Linked DNA regions of Macaca mulatta: region 2 is linked to region 1. The links are chromatin contacts, called in public Hi-C maps. All regions are on one chromosome and are shown on one strand. Each heading gives the region's core, a stretch centred on a gene start, on an enhancer-like site or on the middle of the called end of the contact. The rest is flanking DNA. Distances are from core to core; before and after follow the strand shown.

The links. A called contact is a pair of places that touch in the nucleus more often than the background predicts.
Region 2: a contact with region 1 is called in a Hi-C map of fetal cortex germinal zone, with 3 times the contacts expected there. The contact joins the promoter of PLCB4 here to the promoter of PAK5 in region 1. A contact is called at or near these places in 2 of 14 Hi-C or Micro-C datasets (fetal cortex germinal zone and fetal cortical plate).

What each region holds. Positions count from the first base shown.
Region 1 is chr10:74,157,407-74,164,246 of T2T-MMU8v2.0, reverse strand. It overlaps PAK5 (p21 (RAC1) activated kinase 5), which reads right to left and starts at 4,823. Exons shown (of 10, transcript NM_001260987.1): 1 at 4,674-4,823.
Region 2 is chr10:74,922,558-74,928,854 of T2T-MMU8v2.0, reverse strand. It overlaps PLCB4 (phospholipase C beta 4), which reads left to right and starts at 2,325. Exons shown (of 39, transcript XM_077951242.1): 1 at 2,325-2,550.

The sequences.
Region 1 (6,840 bases), core at 3,574-6,073:
AGGCATTAAATACTATTTTACTATTTTTTTAAAATCACCCTTTTATGAGATGAATATAAAGACCTGAAATTGAAGCCACTTTAGAAATCTAAAACATAACACGTGTTCCTCTGCTGAACTACATTCATTTTCTTTGGGCACTCAGTCTTACTATTCAAAACTACAAAAAGGGCTCTGAATGAGAGACATTAAGTCACTTCTCACTTGGATTAAACAGGACAAATTAAAACAATTAAACAAAATAAAACAATTCAGAATTTTGACAGAAACACACCAGCAACTTGTTGCCACATAAAGAGTAATTTGTCTCCTAATTTAACTCCAGAGATAATGGCCAGGATGATTTTTTAAATAAAACATTTTTTAAATGTTTTATTTAAAATATATATAAAATATATAGTGAGAAAGCAATTGCATGCTCTTCTATATATGAGCAGATACCTTTTTCCCCAGATAAGCATACATTTCCTGTTTCAAAAGATCAGGATAATAGTACCAACAAATCATTAATTCACAAAATATTTGTTGTGCTCCTAGTAAGTGTGGGGTTCTGTGTTATTGGGAAAGATTAGAGGGCTATAGTGATGATTATGGACAGGAACTGAAGAGACACTGGCATATAACAGAAGCTCAACAAATAATTAAGTGTATTATTTATTTATTATTATACATAATGATTATTAATTATTGTTTACTATAAATTTCCAGAAGACTGAAAGTCTAGCTCACCATTGTCTTCCAAGGGCCTTAGCATGGCAAATATACACATGCAATAAATATTTGCAGAATATTTGTTGACTGATTGATGTATTTTTACAAAAACCTCAGTTGCCAAAAAAATATTTTGACTCAATTCTTAACTTCTAGCCTAAATCAGTTCTTAAAAGATGCATTTGTTAAAGCCAAGAATACTCCCCTTTTGAAGTCAGAATAAGGTTCTAAATTGCTCTTTCTACACTAGAAAAAAAAAAACCTTCTAAAAATCAGATCTTTAAGTTGGCACAGGAAAATGCTATGAGGCAGAGTATTCGTTCCTTCACTCATTCGCCAAATGTTTATTGAGGACCTTCTGCATATAAGACATAAAATAAATGGCCATTATAGAGCTTACAGACATAGCCAAACAAACAAACAGGCAATTGCAAACTGGAATAAGTGTGTGGAATAAAAGTAAAAGGATGATGAGAGAGTTGGGTTGGTGGGGAAGAGAGGTCAAGGAAGCCCAAGGGATGAGTATGACCCACACTGGTAAAATATAGAGGGAAGATGGTTGGGGATGTTCAGAAACAGACAGAGGGTCAGTGTGACAGCATCAAGAGGAAGAGATGCACAAGATGAGGCTGGCCAAGTACCAAAGGCTCTAGGAGTCTCTGGAATCTGTCCCAGGTATGTGGGTGGTATTTTATGTAGGGAACTGACATTATCCTATCTGCTCTGCATGAAGGATTAGAAGAGCCAGGCAAGGAACCAAGGTTCTTGTTAGGAAGTTATACTAGTGGTCCAGGTAAGAGATGGTAGCTTGAAGTTTGATAGTGGTGGTGGCGGGGATAGAAAGAATTTATTAAGATGTATTTAGAGATCTATATAGAAAATAGCATTTATGAGACTATATGATGGTTTTAAATGTGGAGGGTCAAGGGAATGGAGGTGTCAAAGGTGATTCTGGTTGGGTTTCTGGTTAAAGCAACTCCATGGATAGTGGTGCCATTTACCAGGTTAAGAAGGACTAGAAAGTTGTTAGCTTATCTTTGTTGCTATTATTGTTTTTGTTGTTTAATGCATTTTGTTTGTTTTGCATTTGCTTGGAAGGGTAGCAAAAAGGATGGAAAGCAACATCAACAAATCATTTGGGGACAGAGTATGTTTGAGATACTCTAGAAGACCCAGGTCCTGGGTTGTCGTGGCTCCCAGGTAAGTGACATGTATAAGTGAGGTACCTTTGAACCCTGCTCTTCCCTACCATGGTTGTGTATATAAAGCCTCAAATAGGTTAGTTCCCTTAAATAATCTTTAAAGTATTTTCTGAACCTATGCTACTCTATCTTTACCTTCTGCTCTTATGCTAACATAATGTTAATGTGGTCATTAAACACAGTTCAGAGGGATGTTGGTGTACTGGGCTGAAGAGTGTCTCCCAAGAATTCATGCCCATCCAGAACCTGTGTATATGACGTTTGGAAGTCAGGCCTTTGCAAATGTAATCTGGTTAACATGAGGTCATACTGAATAAGGAACAGGTCCTAAATCCACTATGAATGATGTCCGTATAAGAAGAGGGAAATTTGGACACAGGGACAGAGACAGAGAGGAAGATGCCATGTGAAGACAGAGGCAGAGATTGGAGTTATGCTGCCACAAGCCAGGGAATACCTGGGGCTACCAGAAGCTGGAAAAGGCAAGCAAGAATCCTCCCTTAGAGGTTTTGGAGGGTGCACGGCCTTGCCAACACCTTGATTTTGGACCTCTAGCCTCCAGAACTATGAGAGAATAAATGTCTGTGGTTTTAAGCCACCCAGTTTTGGTAACTTGTTATAACAGCCCTAGGAAACTAATATAGTTGGGAAATTTAAGGGAATTAACTGAGCCTGAATCATTATATAGGACACATAGTATAGATTCAGTAAATATCCATTTCCCTCTTACTCATAATGGTCATCACCATTTTCCTGGTGATTTAAATTATGAGTAATCCATACATCTACTCATCTAGGTAGGTCTTACTATTCCCAGGACTGTTTTATAAGTGAGGAAACTGAGGCTTAGGAAAGTTAAGTAATTTTCCCAGAATCACAAAGCTAAACACAGAAGAGTCAGATTTCAAATGCCTGCCTCCCATACCTACAGCATTTCAGCAGGCCCTGACAGAGTGGAAAGGCACTGCCAGACTAGATTTTCAGTGCTTAGATATTAACTGATTCAATGCTTAGATATCAATTTTCAATTGATATCTAATTAATAGCAATTAAAACTCACATTATTAATAAAATAACAAGCTGCAGAGACCTAGTACAATCTCTACCTATTCACAGAAGAACACACAATTTTTAGTCTAAGGTCAGCATTACCCAGGAACTTGCCATTGGCTTCTATTGCTTCCATTTAGCAGTGCACCTGCCTTGCACATATGTATTCCAAGTCAAGGTATTATCATCAGATTGGACATTTATGGCTTTGATTTACTTAAATGCATTTTCCTTATGTATTCCTCCACTTCATTTTGATGATACTGACTCATTCTCGCCACCTAACAAGACTATAAAAATAAATAGCACGAGTGCAGAGGAAACTGTCTCCAAACTTCATATCCAAGATGCCTATCCTTTATATTATAAAGCAAAAGATAAACCCATACTTTAAATTTACCTTTCTCCCTAACTAACCTGTTTACCTTTCTCCCCAACATTGAGTTGTTGTACTATTGAATATAACAGATACACAAATCTAAGGTGGCAGAGCTGTTATTATAGGGTGTCATTTTCATATAATTCTAGTGTGGGAGGGGCTTCTAAAAAGCATCTTGTCCATCTGTATCAGGTAAGAAAAAGAGTGTCTACAGCCTCCAAGCCCCAAAAGAGAAGCGGTTGCACTAAGAGATTTTGTGAGTTACCTAAGACCCTGTGGCTATATCTTGGTAGAACTCTGTAGAATGCCAGGTTTCCTGATTTCCCTAAAAGTGTGTTCAGTCTTTCAAGCTGTCATCAACTATTAACAATGACACTTTCCTCTGGCTTTGTGCCAACTTTTCTTTTTGTTTATTATTCTGGCCATAAAAAGATCACCATAAATAGCCTCAGCGATTCAGGTTTCCTTAATTGATATCTAATGTTGACAAATTAACTCAGCCCGAGTTGAAAGCTCCATATACACACACACACGGTTTCAAGAAGGGCGATCGCGCTTATCCTCCAAACTGAGCAGTGATGATCCCTGGACTTCTCAAGTTTACCCTCTAGGAGGCTGACATGGCACACAATTTTGACAAGAGTTTGGAACCGAGATCCTCTTCCACGCCCTGCCCACAAGGGTGCCCACAAGCAGAAGTTCTCTCTCTCTCTCCATTACAACCCACCACGCGCGCGCGCGCACACACACACGCGCGCACACACATACACACACACACACACACACACACACAAATAACAAAGGAAAACACAGCCCCATAAAGGCTCAGCTATTGCATCCTCCAGTCCACACCTGCCAAAAGACAAAAACCATACGGGAATCCTGCCCTGGCAATATGTCCAGCACTCCTCGGGAAAAGCAGCGCCGTGACACCCCCAGGGTGTGCGCGGCTGTATACACACAAAGAACTGGTGCTGGGCTTGCGAGCGGTTCGGGGTACCAGCAGGATCTCAGGGCTGGAATCCGGGGTTCTCCTCCACGCCCTCCCGCCCAGCAAAATGGAACTATCCTTTATTTGACCCGTAGAGAGCCCAGGCTGGATAGTAGCGCAAGGGTTGGGGGTGGGCGGTCCCCTATCCCTACCCTCCAGGCAGCAGGTCCCTAGCCTTTGCATCTCCTAGGAGATGCATGATCTCGCTGTCACGGAGGTCCTCTTCGCATCCTCTCCCATCAAAGCGAGATGCTCCGGGTACCAGCGGCGCGCATCCCCGCAGGCGCCTCTCCTCGCGCGGACACCCACCCAGGCAGCCCCGACAGGCGCGCCTGCCTACCTGGTGGCCGGCTGTCAGCGAAGCGGCGGTGCCTCAGCCCCTTCTCAGCTGCTACAGCGCTCCCAGCGCCATGTTCCCGGTCTCCCCGGGCGCACGCTGGGGAACTACTACGGGCTGGGTAGGGGCAAGGGGGGCGGGGGCCAGCGGGAGGGGGTGGGAGGCAGAGCCACAGCTTTCTACTCTCCACCCAAACCTCCCCCAGTTACTGAGCATGCCCAGCTGCCCGGCTTCGCTCCTCGGAGGACTGTCCATGAGCGCACGCAGCTGCTCCGGGTTTTCGCTGCAGCCGGCGGGAGGCAGGCGGTAGCTGCGGCCGGGGGTGGAGGTGAGGGGGAGGGTCGGGGGGCGTGTCTACACTCCGGGTGCAGGAGCCGGGAGCTGGAGCAGGCGACCAATCCAGTCACGCTTACTCCCAGCGGTCCCCGGCGGGGGCAGCTCCTGCACGCCCTCTCCCCCAGCACTCGGGATTTGCAGAAATTTTGTTCAGGACCATTGCAGGATTGAGCTTTGCTTAAGAGGCTAGCAGAGGTGGGGAGGAGGAGGGGCTGAGAAGCAGAACATCGGGTTGGCTGCTTTGCCACCACCTGGACCGGTGCTTCTCAAACTTTAATGTGCCTGTGAATTAAAATGCAGATTCAGATTCAATTGGCTGTGTCCTGAGATTCTGCAAGTCTAACAACCTCCCAAGTGATGCTGCTGCTGCTGGCCCTCCCACCACTCTGAATAGCAAGGATCTAGATAACCCCTTATCTGTGACCTCTGAGTGGTCATCCTTCAATCCGCCAGCCCAGCAATGGTCTCTGGTGTCCACAGAGACTCCTCTAGCCTGGGGTTGCTGGGCCTTCCCTGGAAGGAGTCTTCGTGGGGGTAGGCTCCACGAAGCTTCTGACCACCCAGCTTCTCCTTGGCTGCTGTCTGATTTACAATTTAAGGCCCAGGGGAAGAAGGATTCCTGGACCTTTTCATGCTCACTTTGCTAGTTGACTAGTAAGCCAGTTGCTGGTTGAGCTGCCCTGATCAAGTCTGAACCAGTCTGCCTTGGCTGTCCCCTTGCCTTTCCTGAGCTGGGACAAAAACTCAGACTGGGCATCAAAGTGTTTATTGTCTAATAGCAAGCTTGGGCTTGCCCAGTTAAGAAAACTGACAGATTATGACAAACATATAGCGCATTTTTGGACCAAGAGATGACAAGCCTTTGTGTTGAGTGATGTTTGGGCTGAAGTTTGCAATGATATTTGGCGGTTCAACTTAAACTTCCCAGTTGCCTACTGACCTCCCAGACTCTTGAAGTCTCCAGCATTATCAAGACTCTAGTGAATGAAAGACATTCACGAAGTAGTCCTGAGGTTTCACCCTTGGAAATGAAGAAGCCACGCCCTTGTCTGTCTTCAGCTGCCACAAGGGTACCCTTATGAGCTAGTAGTGGATACGGAATCTGATCCCATAACTAGATAGCAGGTTACAAAATAAGGATTTGTATCTTGCCATTCCCTACTATACTCAATGACCTTAGACAGTTTTCTAGCTAATAGTATAACAGTTATCATTTCCCCTTGCTTGTTTTCCATTCACTTAGTACCTTTAATATCGTACTGGCCATCTCAAAACAGAAACCACAGGATAAATGGATGATTACTTTTCTCCCTCAGTAGTCCTGTGTCCTTGTGTATCATACTCTCTTTTTCCATTTAGAGGAGTAAGAGCCTCTAAATTCATCTCTTCCTTCTCAAAGCTGCACACAGCCCTAACAACCTACCCACTGCCACCACTGTCACACCCACAACTATATGCATAAGTATTCTCTACTTTTGATTTTCTTATATGTGTGCTCACATAGATGCAAAAGCCAGAACATATTTTTACTGAGATAGAGTTTGTCATTGGTTAGTATCAGTTAAAATTTTTATTTGGAATGTTGAACTTTAATCACTTAAAATAGCCTTCCTGTTATACATAAAGTTTGTGTTCGTATGTTTGTTTCTGCTAGTTAAATATGATGATGATTGTTAGCTGCCTCAAATTTATTTTGGAAGCATGCAAGGTAAAAATTATAGATGAATAATAATACTATTTCTGTAAATACTGCATTGCATGAATTCCTAAGGGTTTTCTTTGTATGTAATGTCATTTCTTGAGAGTTTAGTCTGCAGTATTTGACTAACGACCA
Region 2 (6,297 bases), core at 1,076-3,575, 770 kb before region 1:
GCTGCACGAGTAGGCCCAGGAGAACGACACTGCTCAGCTGATTTTAGCTCCAGTTACTGATTCACAGAACTGTGAGCTAATGAATAATTGTTGCTTTAGGCTACTATGTGTTGGTGTGGTTTGTTACACACCAAAGGCTAACTGATATAATATGTTTGGGTGCATTATCTAATAATATTATGTTCTATTGTTAAAAACTGTCAAGACACACAGATGACAGCTTCAGCTCATCTGTCTGTGAGTGATACCTAGGGAATATAAGAACATACACAGGAAGCCCTGGAGAACTGGGTTTGAGCCTAGTGATACTACTTCTTGACCATGTGATCTGGGGGCAAATTGCTTAACTTTTTTGAACCTTGGTTTTCTTATACATATAAAATAAAGAACAGACCTAAAATACTGCCCTAACCTCTTGCAACTAAAAATCTGATCTAAAGACAGCAACATCAGCATGCTGTGGGAATTTGTTAGAAATGTAAAATATCTGATCCCACCCAAGATCTGCTGAATCAAAATCTGGAGTTTAACAAGATCCCCAGGCAACCTGTATGCCCATTACACACTGCCTTATCATGCTGGAATCACTCAAAATCACCACATCCTTTTTTTTTTTTTTTTTTTTTTGAGACGGAGTTTTGCTCTTGTTGCCCAGGTTGGAATGCAATGGGGCTATCTCAGCTCACTGCAACCTCCACCTCCCGTGTTCAAGCGATTCTCCTGCCTCAGCCTCCTGAGTAGCTCGGATTATAAGCGCCCACCACCACGACCGGCTAATTTTTTTTTTTTTTGTATTTTTAGTAGAGACGGGATTTCACCATGTTGGCCAAGCTGGTCTCGAACTCCTGACCTCAGATGATCCACCCGCCTTGACCTCCCAAAGTGCTGGGATTACAGACGTGAGCCACTGTGCCCAGCCAAAATCACCACATCTTTAATATCCCTAACACTGAAGAGCCACCACCCTTTCCCTGGGATCTGTCTTTCCTTTCCAATCTTGCAGGGAAACTTGGTCTGGGATATTTTTCTTGGCTTCTTCACAGGCAGACAGCTTCAGCTGCTGAGGAGCTTTTTTTCCAGGCTCAGCTAAAATTACAGTTTAGTAGTTGAGCTGGGAAGTGGTCAGTGGGGCCTCAGCTCCCCCCTTGCTTAAGGATGCCCAGTTGGTTAAACTTTTGATGATTATTCCCCCCATCTCTTAACCCTGCCAGGAAATGGCCAGGATGTGCCAGGGGAAAGAGCCTTTTGCATCTACAACTGCCCCTGCCCATCACAGCCTGGACGATTGTTTGCACACACATTCCCCCTCCATTTCTTACACTTCTCGCCCTGTCTGGCCCTTTCTTTCTTCCTGGCCAGACGGACCGGCTCAGGCGGCTGAGCATGCCTAGTGCAGCTGCGAGCATGGCCCCAGTTCCCAATGCGCAGGTGCCACGTCTCCGGGTTTTGGTGGCCGCCGGCCGGGCGGAGGAGGCGGTGGAGTGGCCTGGGGAGGAGAGAGTCCTCCGGAGTCCGGGAGCAGCACGTTGTGAGGGTCCACACAAGGGTGATGCCAGACTGAACACCATTAGGGTCTGGGTGTGAGTGTGACTCGGAGGCACCTGGGGGCCGTTGTAGGGCCGGGAAAAGCCAGGAACTGGCTGGAGCAGCGCCCCAGCATCCCGGGGACCAAAGTCTGGGGGGTTTGCATGTCTGAGGTTGCACTTGTGGGAAGACTTTTTGGAACCACTTAATCTCTGTGGCTCTGTGTAAGACCCGCGAAATAAAAAGAGGTAGTAGTACTTGCTTTGGAAGATTGTTTTAGGGATTAAATGAATAAAAAGCGTTTAGAACACTGCAGGACTCATTGTAAGCGCTGTATGTGTTTATGAAACCGAATATAAACAAATAAGCACGTCCCCCACCCAGCCAACGGCTTTGGGGGCCCCGTTCTGGCCAGTCCTGAGCCCTTCCACACGGCCCAAGGCGGGCTACGGGTCTCCAATCCAAGGAGGGTGCCGCTCTCCTGCCCCTCGCTCCCCGGGTTCTGCGCCCAGCGCCATCCCGTACGCCCCCGACCCCTGGGCATGGGGCACATGCAACGGGGAGCCGCCAGGGAGACCCCAGAGCAGCGCTTCGCGGGCCGGCTTCCCCGGACGCCCCACCCACCTCCTCTTGGCGCTGCCCACCACCCGCCTCGGCTGCTCGGCCCCCGGCCCGCGAGGCTGCGCCCCCGACCCAGTAGGCGCCCCCTCCTCGCCCCGCGGGCTCGCGGCAACTGGGCGGCCGGCCCGGCCCCTGCCCACCCCCAGCCCAGCCCGGGCGCGCCGCACTGGGCATGCTCCGTAGCCTGGGCAGGTTGGGGCTGCGAGGCGACAGCTCGGGCTCTGGAGCCGGGAGGCGAGAAAGAGGAGGGAGGCTCGGGGGCAGGGGAGGAGGGAGCGGCGGGCCGCGGAGGGGCGGCGGGGCCCGGAGCCGGGGACGCGCAGGGCCCGGCGGTGGGCGGGCGGGTCGGCGCTGTCCCGTGGGCTCGCCGGGGAGCCACAGCGGAGACCCCCGCCCTCAGCTGAGGTAAGGACCGCGCGGTGGGGAGGCGGGAAGGCTGGGAGGCCGAGGAGGGGGGGCGGAGGCAGGAGGGAGGGCGGGACTGGGGTGCGCCGGGAGCGGGCTTGGCGGCGGCTCTTTATGGCGGGGAGGGGGTGGTGGCGCCGGGAGCAGTAAGTGAGCTGCACCGCTAACAAGATCTCACACACACAGACACACACACGCACCCGCACACACGCGCGCGCACACACACGCGCGTACACACTGGGTCTCCAGGCAGCGGCCGTCACCGCATCCCCGGCAGCAGCTCCAGGCAAAGTGACAGGTAGGAAAAGGCATTTCGGGTCCCGCCCGAGGATGCTCCCGCCAGCCCTGGCCTGCAGGGCTTGTTTGCTTTCCGCGGGTGCGTCCCGGACGCGCGCGCGCGCACCCGGACGCCCAGCGGGGACCCCGTGCAGGTGCCGGTTGCGAGGCGCCCTGTGCGCGCGGGTGGCAGGGGACCCAGACGCCATCCCCCTTCCCCTGTAGTCATCGCCTGCTGGGTTTCCTCAGACTCTCTCCAGACCTTCACCCTCTTCTGGGCTAGAAATAGCTCGGCTCGACGTGTGTATGATTATTTTGGTTGGAAATAGTTGGCACCGTGCAACGCATGTAAATGTGTATGCGTGTGGATCTTCTCGCCTCTTCTGGGGAAATCATAGAAATGATTGACCGTTTCCACTTAAAACAACACTGACAGGCTTAGCACTCATTGGGGGCAGGGTTCGGGCCTCCTAAAAGCCTATTAGTGAAGGAAATCCTTATTTTCAGAATTTTAAAGTTGCTTTTGCTTTAACCGGTTAGACTCTGTATAGTACAATACTTCTGAGTGTAGACTTCGTATTCATGGTACTGAATCGAACTATGAAAATATGGAATTCTCTAATTTCCAAGTGTGTTTAAGTGCAACTTTATCTAGAATCATAAAACTAGCATTTTCCTAGAGAGAAACACAACTGCCCCACTATAGTTTCCATAAATATGGATATGTCTGAAAGATGACCCTACTCTTCTAACTTTTTTTCCTCTTAACTTCTATAGTGATTCTAGCTATTGTTCTAAAACATGTATTTGAAATTTAATTTTGGCTAGAATATTCAGGAAAGGTCTTTTTTTTTTCTTTTTACCATATATGTGATATGTAGTGGTCTATATATTTAAGTTATATATATGTGGAGATAGCTGCTTAATAATTCTTTTTGTTTGGCAATAGTGGCATTCAAACATAGGCAGCTATATATCATTTAAAAATGATATTGAATTTCCCCTTTATAGAGACATCAGATTTATAATGTAAACATGACCAGGAAAAGCAACTGGTGACTTTACCTGGGGAGGCTCCAAGGAGGTTAAGAAAGTATCTGAACAGTTGTGCTCTTCAGTATAGGAAAATTGTGTGTGTGTAGGTGTGTGTGGGGGGGGTAAAATTTTAACTTTATTCTTTTATTGTTTTCAAGACTGCTGTTTTCTGAAATGTGTGGTTGAACGGAGACCCTCATATTTTATACTCTTCAAATTTGGGTGGCCTCAGTTATAGAATCATACAGAAGATCAAAAGTCTAGCTCAGCAGGGGCACGAGGTGTAATCCCTCACTATCTGTGTTATGTAATCCAGAATGCTGTTTTTCGTAGGACAGTCTTGCATGATTCTCAGCTGGTGTATTGATCTATTATATCATCTTCCTTTTGAACTGTAGTAGTTTAATAAATGATTGCCATCTTTGGAGATCACCTGTTTTCATAAAAAATCACTTTTTGAAATGACAAAACATTTTTATTGGCACTTTTATGAACATAAGACTTGCTGCCAGACGAGTAACCTTTTGAATGTGACATATTGTAACATAGCTAAAGGTACCATGTATTAGCTTATGGACTACACTTCCTTCCAACTATATTATTACTCAACAATCAGAACTTAGTTTTGATGATATTCCTACCCAGCTCTGAATTAATCGCTGTTGAAAATGCTGTTCTACAAGTAACTGTCAAAACAGAATTTCTGACTCCATTTGATCACTGGGTGCACATTTAAATCTGTCGGAATAATTCTACCTTTATTTTGCAAATGCATACCCACGCAGAAAGCTTTGTTCTAAAATACTCTATTGGAAGTTTTATATTTGTATGCCTGAAAATGTGAGTGATGTTAAACTGCTTACATGTCCTGTAATCGTGAGGCGGTGTGTTTTTGCCTTATAAGATAAAGAAATACGGTAGTTACAAAAGTGTTACAGGTTATCAAAAACCTTTTGCAGAAAAAGATTTTAAAAATCTGTATCACCTCTGAAATATTTCAACCACAGCAAAGTCCATTCAGTGCCCATAGCACAGCTAGTTTGCCTTTCCCAAGATTATGCACAACTGACTTTAGATTAATGTATACTGCTGACTTTGGCAACATGGGGCAGTTATATTTGGCAATTTCAATGAACATGGTATTTTCCTAAGATACCACTAACTTGATTTTGGGGTTTGATTTATTAAGAATTGAAATGCTTGCCTGATATTCATCTTTACCCCACCCTCTAAGTAAAATTGAGGTGAAAGTGAGCTTCAGGGCTGCTGTGCTGTTTTCCTTGCGATCACATTAGCATGCTAATTTGTGAAAGGGTGTAACAATATAAATGAAATTAGCTTCTGAGTTTAGTGTCTGAATTTTCATCCCCAGTTTTTTAGATGCAGCTGGCAAACTCAAATAACAGAATTAATGAAAACATTTTGCAGATTATTAAAAAAAATTAGTAATTAGCTGAGTTTGATTTTTTATTTTGAAATCTTGAGAGTAAATTTTATCTTTTTGGATTAGAGCACTTAGGTAATGTAAGAAAGATTTTGGATTTCTCATGTTCTGCACACTTAATAGTGAACTCAGCTATTCTTGGGGAAGTATAAATTTTCTTTGAAACTTAAAATTATTTAGCAGACTGTGACTAAATTATTGTTTGTGATCTCTTATAAAGTAAGGGTGAAACAGCATGTTGATTAGCACCAATGGCCCAGGTCTTTTAATAAACTGTCTTCCACAGTGAGTCCCTGTAAAATCAAGAACTTCTGTATTTGATGTGCAAAATTAGGTCAAGGACTAATTGGGGACGTTTTAATGATCACAGTTGTATTTTATGTCCAGATTGAAGTTTTTAAAATAGTTGCTTTTCACCTCGTAATATATGAATGTGTAGGCCATATTAGTGTCTGTCAAGGGGACTTATCTGCCTATTGGGAAATAAATACAGCTTTTCATCGCTGGTGGGTGGCAGCAGTGACTTACTGTGGTTTTGCTATTGGTTTTCAGATGTTAACTGTGTTTGCAAGGACACTGCTTAATTCTCAGTGCTGTCCATTCCACATTTTCCTATTTCTCTCTCATATTGGGGAAAGAATAACCTTGTGTAGCTCTTTCTTCTATTCCTTAGTATCTGTTTGTTTAATAGTTTTGCTTTTGATAAAGCCTCACCCTTTAAAGTAGAAATACTTTCTCAAATTGTAATATTGTTTATCTAGTTATGCCTTAGAATGATATAAAGGTTTTACATGTTCCTAGGCTGTGATTCTTTAGCTAACCAAATATAAAAATGAGTTTACTTCCTTGCCAGTGGAGGCAGACCTGGGTGATTATGCATTACCGAGTGGATGAGTGTGACGTTTGCATTGTCTTGGTTGGAATTAAGCTTGCTTTGAAAATATCACCCTGGAATAACTTTTATTTGTAAGGCCCACTTCACTTCATTGCAA